Regions from separate parts of the Mus musculus genome. Here all the other regions are linked to region 3. Evidence: chromatin contacts called from public promoter capture Hi-C data. All regions are on one chromosome and are shown on one strand. The core of a region is the stretch at or near the end of the contact, and the rest is flanking DNA. Distances in the headings are between cores, read along the strand shown. Region 1 overlaps Lef1 (lymphoid enhancer binding factor 1). Region 2 overlaps Hadh (hydroxyacyl-Coenzyme A dehydrogenase). Region 3 holds the start of Sec24b (Sec24 related gene family, member B (S. cerevisiae)).

Region 1 (2,700 bases), core at 13-2,512, 1.1 Mb before region 3:
TTTGTAAACTTAATACAAAAGTCAGAGGTGGGAGATCTACTAGACTTCGATCTGTTCACTGGAAACTCAAATGTTTATTCCCTAAAAGAAACATACCAGTCAGCACAATGGAGCTATTCTAAATAACTAAGAGACTGAATAAATAAAAGCCTATTACATTCCGACAGCTATTCCCACTTTAAAAATAACAATTTACAAGGCAGCTAAAACGAGGCCATAGACGTCTTTCCCTCTCCTACCCGCAAGGTCTCTCTGAGGAAGATCATAGAAAACTGGAAAATTCAAGGTTCTCCTGATTCAGAGCTACTGTGGCCCGGGCCCACCAGGCAGCTTCCTGACTCTCCCAGGCCTCAGGAGAGACATGGAAGGCTTCTCTTGTAAGGTGTTAACCATTTGGGCTGCAGGAGGGACAAATGGAAGTTTGACACCCAGGGTGATTAACTACAGGATAATCTTACCCCACGGGGACCTTTCCTATGTTAAAGCAGCTGTGCTCAGAGCTCTTTCCCACCGTGCCAGAACACTGGGCTCCACCACTAAGACTGGGACACAAGGCACTGGGCTTTGGTGTTTGTTGTTGTTGTCTTTATAACTCAGCAATGGCTTTATTTTCAAACATAAGCTTCAGAGGAAGAAAGGTTTGGAAGTATGCTTTTAATAAACTTTCCTGGGGTCCTGGTTCTGAAATATTAGCAGGCTTGCGCATCTCCTCAACCTCTGTGCTTGAAGAACTTACACTGACGCCAAGTAGGTCACCATAGCTGCCTTCTTGTTTATTTGAACTGAAAACTCATATTTAGTTAAGATTCCAGGAGAGACTCGTTCATGAGATACCTGGTATTGATACACTCCCTTAAAGGTTCCAGTTCTAAAAGGAGGTCCCAACTAAAATGTCCTCGCAGAAGGGAAAATGGTGGATGGGCAAAGGCAGTTCTCCTGAGTAGGTACCATGATGTCTGACCTGGCTGAAAACAGGAGCAAGGGCAGATGGTTCTGGGGAGACTTCAGAAGAGGACTCCCTGTGTGTGCCACTTGGCCACAGCTGGAATCTCAGGACAGCAGTTAGTCACAGAAAGGAGAAGGGCCCTGTTGGTGCCTCACCCTCCCACAGATGTTTCTCCCCAGTTCTCACAAGCAGCAGATGCAATAAACCGGAAATTGTTTGTAATGCAAATTCAAGTCACCAGGCTGCTCCTACTTGGGAGACTCAAACACAAATGGTCCACCAGCTCCTGACACCCTCTAAGAAAGTCTACCTTCACTGATGTCAGTGACACAAACAGTCCTGCCAGGGGACAGAAAGAAGGAGGAAGAGAGAAGTGTGGTTAGACCGAAGAAGAGAGGCTGCCTTCCTTCCGGTTAAAGTGTTTTTGATCTCAGAAACATTACAAACAGCTGTTAAATATTAAAAACCAAAGATTGTAACTCACTTCAGTTGGACTCTTTAAAAAAAATTGACATAGCCTTGTGGTTAAAAATGAAAGGCTTCTGGAATTGTGCAAACTGGAGGGTCTCTCAATAAAACATACCTGACACGAATGCATTTTCACATGTACGGGGATTCAGCACAGACAACAGAAGAGAGAGGACAGGTTCTCTGGACAGAGTCTACACCTCGTGACATTTGCTCAGCCCACAAATTGTCCCTAAGCGATGACTGATGACACAGATGTCAACAGTTCAACACATGCATAACAATAAATAATAAATACCTTGCATTCTACTGACATTTCAAAATGGTGCTGAGTTATAAGGTGCATAGGCACGTGTGCATGTGTGTGTGTGCGCGCGCGCACACACACACACACATATATTCGCGCGCGCGCACACACACAAGCACACGCACACCCTAAATATACTAGGCGATCAGGGGAAAAGACTACAGAGACCAAAGCTTAAAGGGGAAATGCTCATTTTTAGTACTTTTTAGGTGCTGTGTATAAATACCAGGAAGATTATGACACTAATTTCCCACATTTCTTCTCTGCCGAGAGACGCATCCGGTCTCCCTGTGGCGTAAACCACCATTCAGTACACACTGTGCTCATGGATAAAACGTAAACGGTTTGGGAAGCGAAGCGATCTTCTGTTACCAGAACTCTAACTTGATTGGAAAAGACTATTTGTTGACCTTTTAGCCTTTCCGTAGAAACCTTCAACTGTTCCTTACCCAGAATGCAGCCCATAAAAACAAACAAACAAACAAAAAAATCTGCACAGCTATTAAAAAAAAATCAGATATATTTCTCTATATGGCTCAACAAGTTCTCTACAAGTTTTAGAACCCAGGAGTGCTTTCAGTGTTTGGGGAGGTGGGGGTTAAACTCTAAACAATAGACTATGATTGCTTTATCAGTTCATCCACAGTTCAGGTAGAAGATCCCTCACACCACACAGGCATTAAATATCATTAAATACTTGAAATGTTTTAAAATAATGGGGGGGGGTTATTCCTTGTAACCAACGTCACAAAAATCTCCAAGATTTGATCCCCATGAGCCCCAGACCAACTGCTTTATGACAGTGAGAAAAGCCATGGTCCCTGCCCGAGTTTAAATATCCACCTGGAATTTGCTGAAAACCTCTCACAGTGAGTCTGCAATCACAAGGCCCACCAACTCAACATGGCGGATCATTGTAACCATCGAGGGCTTGCTCACTCCACTGAGATAACCCCACAAGCTCTCCCTCCACTTGATG
Region 2 (2,700 bases), core at 50-2,549, 1.2 Mb before region 3:
CGTTACGGATGGTTGTGAGCCACCATGTGGTTGCTGGGATTTTGAACTCAGGACCTTTGGAAGAGCAGTCGGTGCTCTTAACCGCTGAGCCATCTCACCAGCCCCGGGGGAAAGTCTTAAATAAATGCCTGCTGGGGAGTTCAGAGCGGACCAGACAGAAGGCAAAGCGCCTTTGTGCCATTTTGAACACTTTTCTGTTTTCAATTTTATTTGGGTTTAATTGGAACCCGCTTGAGGGCATTCAGTGAACACCAGGCTTCCTGGGAAGGACAGCAGGAAAGGCAGCCATAGCAGGGTCATGGAGGAGTTGCCAGGCTTGTAAAATGGTACATAGGTAACACTGTAGGGTCACACTCTAGGACCGCCTCTTAGTGTTTGACTCTTAGCTTTTGGCAGTTATGATGACTGGCTGGTTCACTGCCGCGTGCTTATGCCCACGTGATGTGTCTATGGCCCATGGCCGACTTGGCCACACTTCCCTTCTTGGTTAGACTGGAATGGAGTAAAGTTACAAGCAAAAGTCATTTTTAGGGAAGCACCGGTGACCCGTGGCTGAAGGAAACACTTGCACATCAGCTTATGGGGCTGTAAACCCTCAGGTGTGTGTCCTGGTGACCTTCTTGTCCCCTGTACAGCACTCTGCTGGTCATGTGCATTTAGCGCTTCAGAAACAGGACAAAGAGGACACCTGGTACTGGGGTTTGTCTCTCAAGTCAGCACAGAGCCTGGGAAGGCCATCAAACCAAGGCCAGTAACAACAACGTGACTTCACTGTTCTCCTGAAGCAGTCTGACCTTGATGCGAGGTCACCTAGTGGCAGTGAGCATCCAACGCCCCCTGGTGTCAGTGGAGGGTAAGGAGAGGATGGGGGAGGGGCAGTCGGGAGGCTAGGCCAGCTCTACCTTACCTGGGGATGGCCCAAAGTTTCCAGCCTGTGACTGAAGGGTCTTGAGGTAGAAGATTTCAAAGACCTTCCCAGTTGGTACCTTGGATTTTTAAAAAGCCCGCCCCAGAGGTTGGATCTGTTAGTGCCTGACCTTAAGCCTCGGATACCTTCGTCCCTTACCTACCTACCCACTTAGTCTACACACACACACCAAAGACGGTCTTCTTCTGTAGTCCAAGGTGACAACCTCCAACCCACAATCCTGCCTCAGCCACCCAGGTACTAGGTGTATATGTGTATTTGGATACTCACAGGCGTCTCTCTTTTCCAAATTACTGATTTCTTTTTGCCCCAGCTGGTTTCTTCCTGCCAGCCCCTGACTTTGGTCAGCAACCCTAGAGAGAATATGGTCAGTAGGGGCCACTGTCCTTGGGTAGTAGGACCAGATCCAACTGTGCTAAAGGGCATCCTACTGGTTTGTAAGTTATCCACAAGGTGGCGCTGTAGGAACGGGATTTGCCTTGGTGCCTTTGGCAGCCTCACTTTATTTCTGGTCTTAGCAGATGAAGTTTTGAGAAGAGAATTGGATTTGGTCTCTGACAGTATGTGATTTGCAAGTTGATAAGTTAAGGTTCTATATGCATAAAATAAGACAAGTGTGTTTTCAGGATAGCCTGTAAAACGGAGGTCTGTGAACATGTGTTTTGTGTGTGTGTGTGTGTGTGTGTGTGTGTGTGTACTCTTCTGTCCCAGGTTGTCTGAGACTAAACTTCCCTTTCGGCCATGTTCAAAGCCTGTGTCTTCATTTCCATTCTTGTCTAATGACCAGGTTAAAGCTCTGCACTAGAGGGGGAACTGTTCTATGCTCCTGGGGGCGCAGCTGTGTTTCTCTGAGGATTGTTTACAGTTTCAAGTGTCTGATCACTTCACTGTGCCACGTCTGGTAGATGTGGGGATTTAAATAGAAAACGCAGTCGCTTGGTTTCAGCCTCTCCTGTTGCTGCACCTTCTGACTGACTTCCTCAGCGGGACATGCGGTGGGGTGGGGAGTGGTGGTAGGTCTGCCTCGGGCACCGGGATGATACGGTGCCGTGATGCTGACAATGGGCTCCCGTGTTTCTTCTCTCCACAGACACACCATCTTTGCCAGCAACACGTCTTCTTTGCAGATCACAAACATAGCCAATGCCACCACCAGACAAGACCGATTTGCTGGCCTCCACTTTTTCAACCCCGTGCCTATGATGAAGCTTGTGGAGGTCAGTGGGCATCTGGTCCTGATGTTGCGTGACACGTAACCGGAACCTGGAAGGTCGATACAAAAAAAAAAGCCCCCTTTGTATATCGGTTGTCACAATTGTCCTCTTCAGGAGAGGAAGAAAGGGCAGCTCTTATCTTGGAAGGCTCCTCTACTTTGTTTTTTGTTTTGTTTTGTTTTGTTTTTTTTATGTGCCTGTGTCAGGGCCAATGACAGTGCTGACAGGGACATCAGACTGGGAGGAACACGAGGTCACTGACATGATGAGAGAGACAGGGGAGACCCATACACCTTCATACCGTCTTGCTGAGGTCAGCTTGCTCCATGCTGGAGATACGCAGGTCTTCTCTGACATGGGGTTCTAGCTCGCCTGTCACTCCTGGTGGGAATTCTGGTCCCATGCAGCAGCCCTTCACTACTGTCTCAGCGAGGCACAGTTCCATGCTGTGATCAGAGCTATTAAAAGCAGCTTCCTGCAGTCTTGAGCCTCCTGACCTCAAAGGCGAGTGGTAGAGAGTAGGGGCCAGGCAGGGCTTGCCGGCCTTCCTGTTTGGAT
Region 3 (2,811 bases), core at 277-2,776:
GGCAGCAGCAGGAGACTGCACCATACTTGTGTAGCTTCAGCATATGAGACCTCAAAACCTCAAAACACAGTGAGATAATTCTTCCATCAAGGCCACATCTCCTGATAGTGCCAATCTCGATGGGCTAAGCACTCAAACACTTGAGTCTTCGGGGCCATACCTACTCAAACCATCACAGTGGGGAACAGTTTCCCAGGTTTGTTAGGAAGGCTGCCTTTTATCTAACTGCCAGAAACCCTCCTATAGTCCAGGCTGATGTTTGGATTGCCATTTGGAATTTGGGGTACGGAAGTTTCCTTTAGGCCCAACACAACCGACCAACGGAAGTAAATAATTTTGGAGCCATTACATTATGGAGATCTATGGAAGTGTAATATCTCAGTCTGTGTGAGGAATCTTCCCTGAAGAAATAACATATCCATACACCTGATTGAAATCAGCTAACATCAAGAACACATTGCAGAGGCAGAAAGCCAATCGCCTATTCTTCCCTTACTCACATGGTGTCACCCTTAATTTTAGTAAATTCAAAGGACTCCTGGCAAGGGCTTGAACTGTGACCTCCTTGATGAAGTGGGGGTGTGATCTCTAGCTCAGGGAGGCTGAGCTGCTGCGAACAAAGCCACAATACACATGAATACAGAGCATAATGTGGCTGGAAATCTCAGAACTCCAAAGTTTATTTTTAGTGCGGTTCGATAGGGCATCCGTCATTAACTCACGGCAACTATTTAAGGAAGGCTTTGTGTTCTAGAACTACGAACCTTTGAGGTTGGCATAACCTTCCAGTAAATAGGATTCCAGCGCTCCGGAAATGCCATCTTACTAGATCACATTCTGAATCCGAACGTTTTTGAGCAGTTGCACACCCACCACTGTGTGACCGTGACCTAGTTGGGACCAAGATGCCCAAATGACTTGGATAAAGTAGTCTTTACTTGCCAGTCAGCATGCTGAACGGACCAGGGAGATTGCTTCTAAGACTTCACTAAGGTAGTCAAAGCAAGCTGACCTGTCTTCTGGATGCCACAGCTCTCCTAAACACCAACGGGCGGGCGGAGCCAACCCTTGGTGGGTGGGGGGAATATAAAGTTCGTCTTCAAGCTCTCCTAGTATTAGGCATTCATCTTTCTCCTAGCGTTTAAAGCCACTGGTCAAAGTTCTGGCTTTACTGCCACTGTTATGGGGAATCTGTCATAGAGAAATGTTTTCTCTCTGCTTGGGAATTACACATTTTCAATCAACATTTAGCTTGATTGCGCTGTTAATTTGGAATTAAGTTGGAGTGGGGGGGGGTGGCGTTGTACAAGAATAAATAACAAATCCAAAGCCAGGCTTCCTCTTCCGAGGATGGGTACGTGGGTGGGCTGGGACTGGCGTGACCCAGGACTCGGGACCTCAGCCCGCAGCTTTGCACCGCTCTGCAGCACTGCAGGGCGCAGGCTCCATCCGGGTAGCGGCGGCCACCGTGGCCCGCGCCTTTCCCTTCGGCGGCGGCGCCGCAGCCGCAGTCTGGCCTGTGCGGGGAGGTGGTCGCAGCTCCGGCCTGCAGGGGGCGCTGGCGCGGGAGGGCTGGGCCGGGGTCCGCACGCGTGCGGTGGTGGCGCGGCCGAGCGTGGGTGCCCGGGCCGCGGTCGTCGGTGAGAGTGACTCGGCCTGTGACGCGGGCGCGTTCCTTCCTCTTCCTCTTCCTCCGCGGCCCCGCCTTCCTTCCCTCCGCCCATCTCCCGCCGCGGAGGAGCCGCCGCCGCCAGCCGCGCCGTCATGTCGGCCCCCGCCGGGTCCCCTCACCCGGCCGCCGGCGCCCGGATGCCGCCCAAGCTCGGCGGAGCTGTCTCCGGCCTGGCACCGCCGCAGCAGAACGGTGAGGCGGGAGGCCGGGGCGCGGCGTGGGGCCTAGGCAGGCGGAAGGGAGGGAGAGCGGGCGGGCGGGCGGGCGGCCTGCGCGGTGGCTGGGGGCGGGCAGGGCAGGGCCGGACCGGGGAGGCCGCGGTGGGGCCCCGAGGCCGCGGTGGAGCCTGGAGGCCGCGATGCGGCGAGGGGAGCGACCGAAGGGCCGGCAGGGCGGGGCCGCCGGCCGCCTGCCATCCAGGCCTGCCCTCCCGCGCGGACCGAGGCCGGAGTGGAGGGGTCGGCGGCCCGCACGACCGTCTGCTCCGACCTGGGCGCCGGCCGGTTGCCCCGGGCGACCCTTTGGGCCCCGAGAGCTCACAGGACGCCGGGGCCGCAGAGTGCTTGGTCTATGGAGGGCTGGGAGCAACCTTGGTACCTGGTGGATCGCATCCTTCCGGGCCCCAGGAACGTAGCTTTGATTTTTTTTTTTTTAAGGCCCAGCGAGCACGCCGCCTGGAAGGGAACTTAGTTTGCACTCAAGTTTGTAGGCAGAAGGATGTAAATGTGCTGCAGAAGTGTAACTGTAACCCCGACCCACTTCGGCCTCGGATCTGTTGTGGTTTGCCGCTGCGGTTGCTGCTCAAGCCTTTGGAGTTCGCTTGTAGTAGTGTAGTGTTCCCGGGGTAGCAGGTGTCAACTAAGCGAACACCTTTAGAGTCCCCCATCTCCAGCTTCACTTTCAAGTCTAGGAAAACGTGCCAGAGTTGCTTGGCCCTGTTTTGATGCAAGGCCTGCGTAGGGAAACACGACTGTGGCTTTCATACAGAGGTTATAGGCTCCGAGCATGCAGGAGTTATTGCTGAGAAATGATCTTACCCTAGCGTGCCTGGCCCCTGCTCTGGATATCTGGAATGTTCCTAAGTAGGGGAGGGGCCCTCCTTAGAGAGTTGAGTGTGTCTAATGAGACCCTCCCAAAGT

The links. Promoter capture Hi-C pulls out the DNA fragments that hold promoters and counts their contacts.
Region 1: a promoter capture Hi-C map of pre-B cells shows a contact between it and region 3, with 5 times the contacts expected there. The contact joins the enhancer-like site here to the promoter of Sec24b in region 3. A contact is called at or near these places in 3 of 39 promoter capture datasets (hippocampal neurons, liver and pre-B cells) and 2 of 115 datasets of contacts at active chromatin or transcription factors (astrocytes and embryonic forebrain).
Region 2: a contact with region 3 is called in a promoter capture Hi-C map of liver, with 2.5 times the contacts expected there. The contact joins the enhancer-like site here to the promoter of Sec24b in region 3. A contact is called at or near these places in 7 of 39 promoter capture datasets (the 3T3-L1 cell line, 3T3-L1-derived adipocytes, the C10 cell line and 3 more) and 4 of 115 datasets of contacts at active chromatin or transcription factors (astrocytes, embryonic stem cells, forebrain and 1 more).

The regions. Positions count from the first base shown.
Region 1 is chr3:131,116,588-131,119,287 of GRCm38.p6, reverse strand. All of the region lies in intron 3 of Lef1 (lymphoid enhancer binding factor 1), which reads right to left. Among named protein-coding and RNA genes, the nearest start is that of Lef1, 7.6 kb to the right of the region's middle. Within about 2 kb of position 1,262, at least 69 of the 459 cell types and tissues checked have an H3K27ac peak or open chromatin away from gene starts, as enhancers often do. A contact at or near this core is called in pre-B cells, where this site is marked.
Region 2 is chr3:131,244,605-131,247,304 of GRCm38.p6, reverse strand. It overlaps Hadh (hydroxyacyl-Coenzyme A dehydrogenase), which reads left to right. Exons shown (of 8, transcript NM_008212.4): 4 at 2,019-2,145. Among named protein-coding and RNA genes, the nearest start is that of Hadh, 26 kb to the left of the region's middle. Within about 2 kb of position 1,299, at least 48 of the 459 cell types and tissues checked have an H3K27ac peak or open chromatin away from gene starts, as enhancers often do. A contact at or near this core is called in liver, where this site is marked.
Region 3 is chr3:130,059,622-130,062,432 of GRCm38.p6, reverse strand. It overlaps Sec24b (Sec24 related gene family, member B (S. cerevisiae)), which reads left to right and starts at 1,526. Exons shown (of 24, transcript NM_207209.3): 1 at 1,526-1,864. The coding sequence starts at 1,765.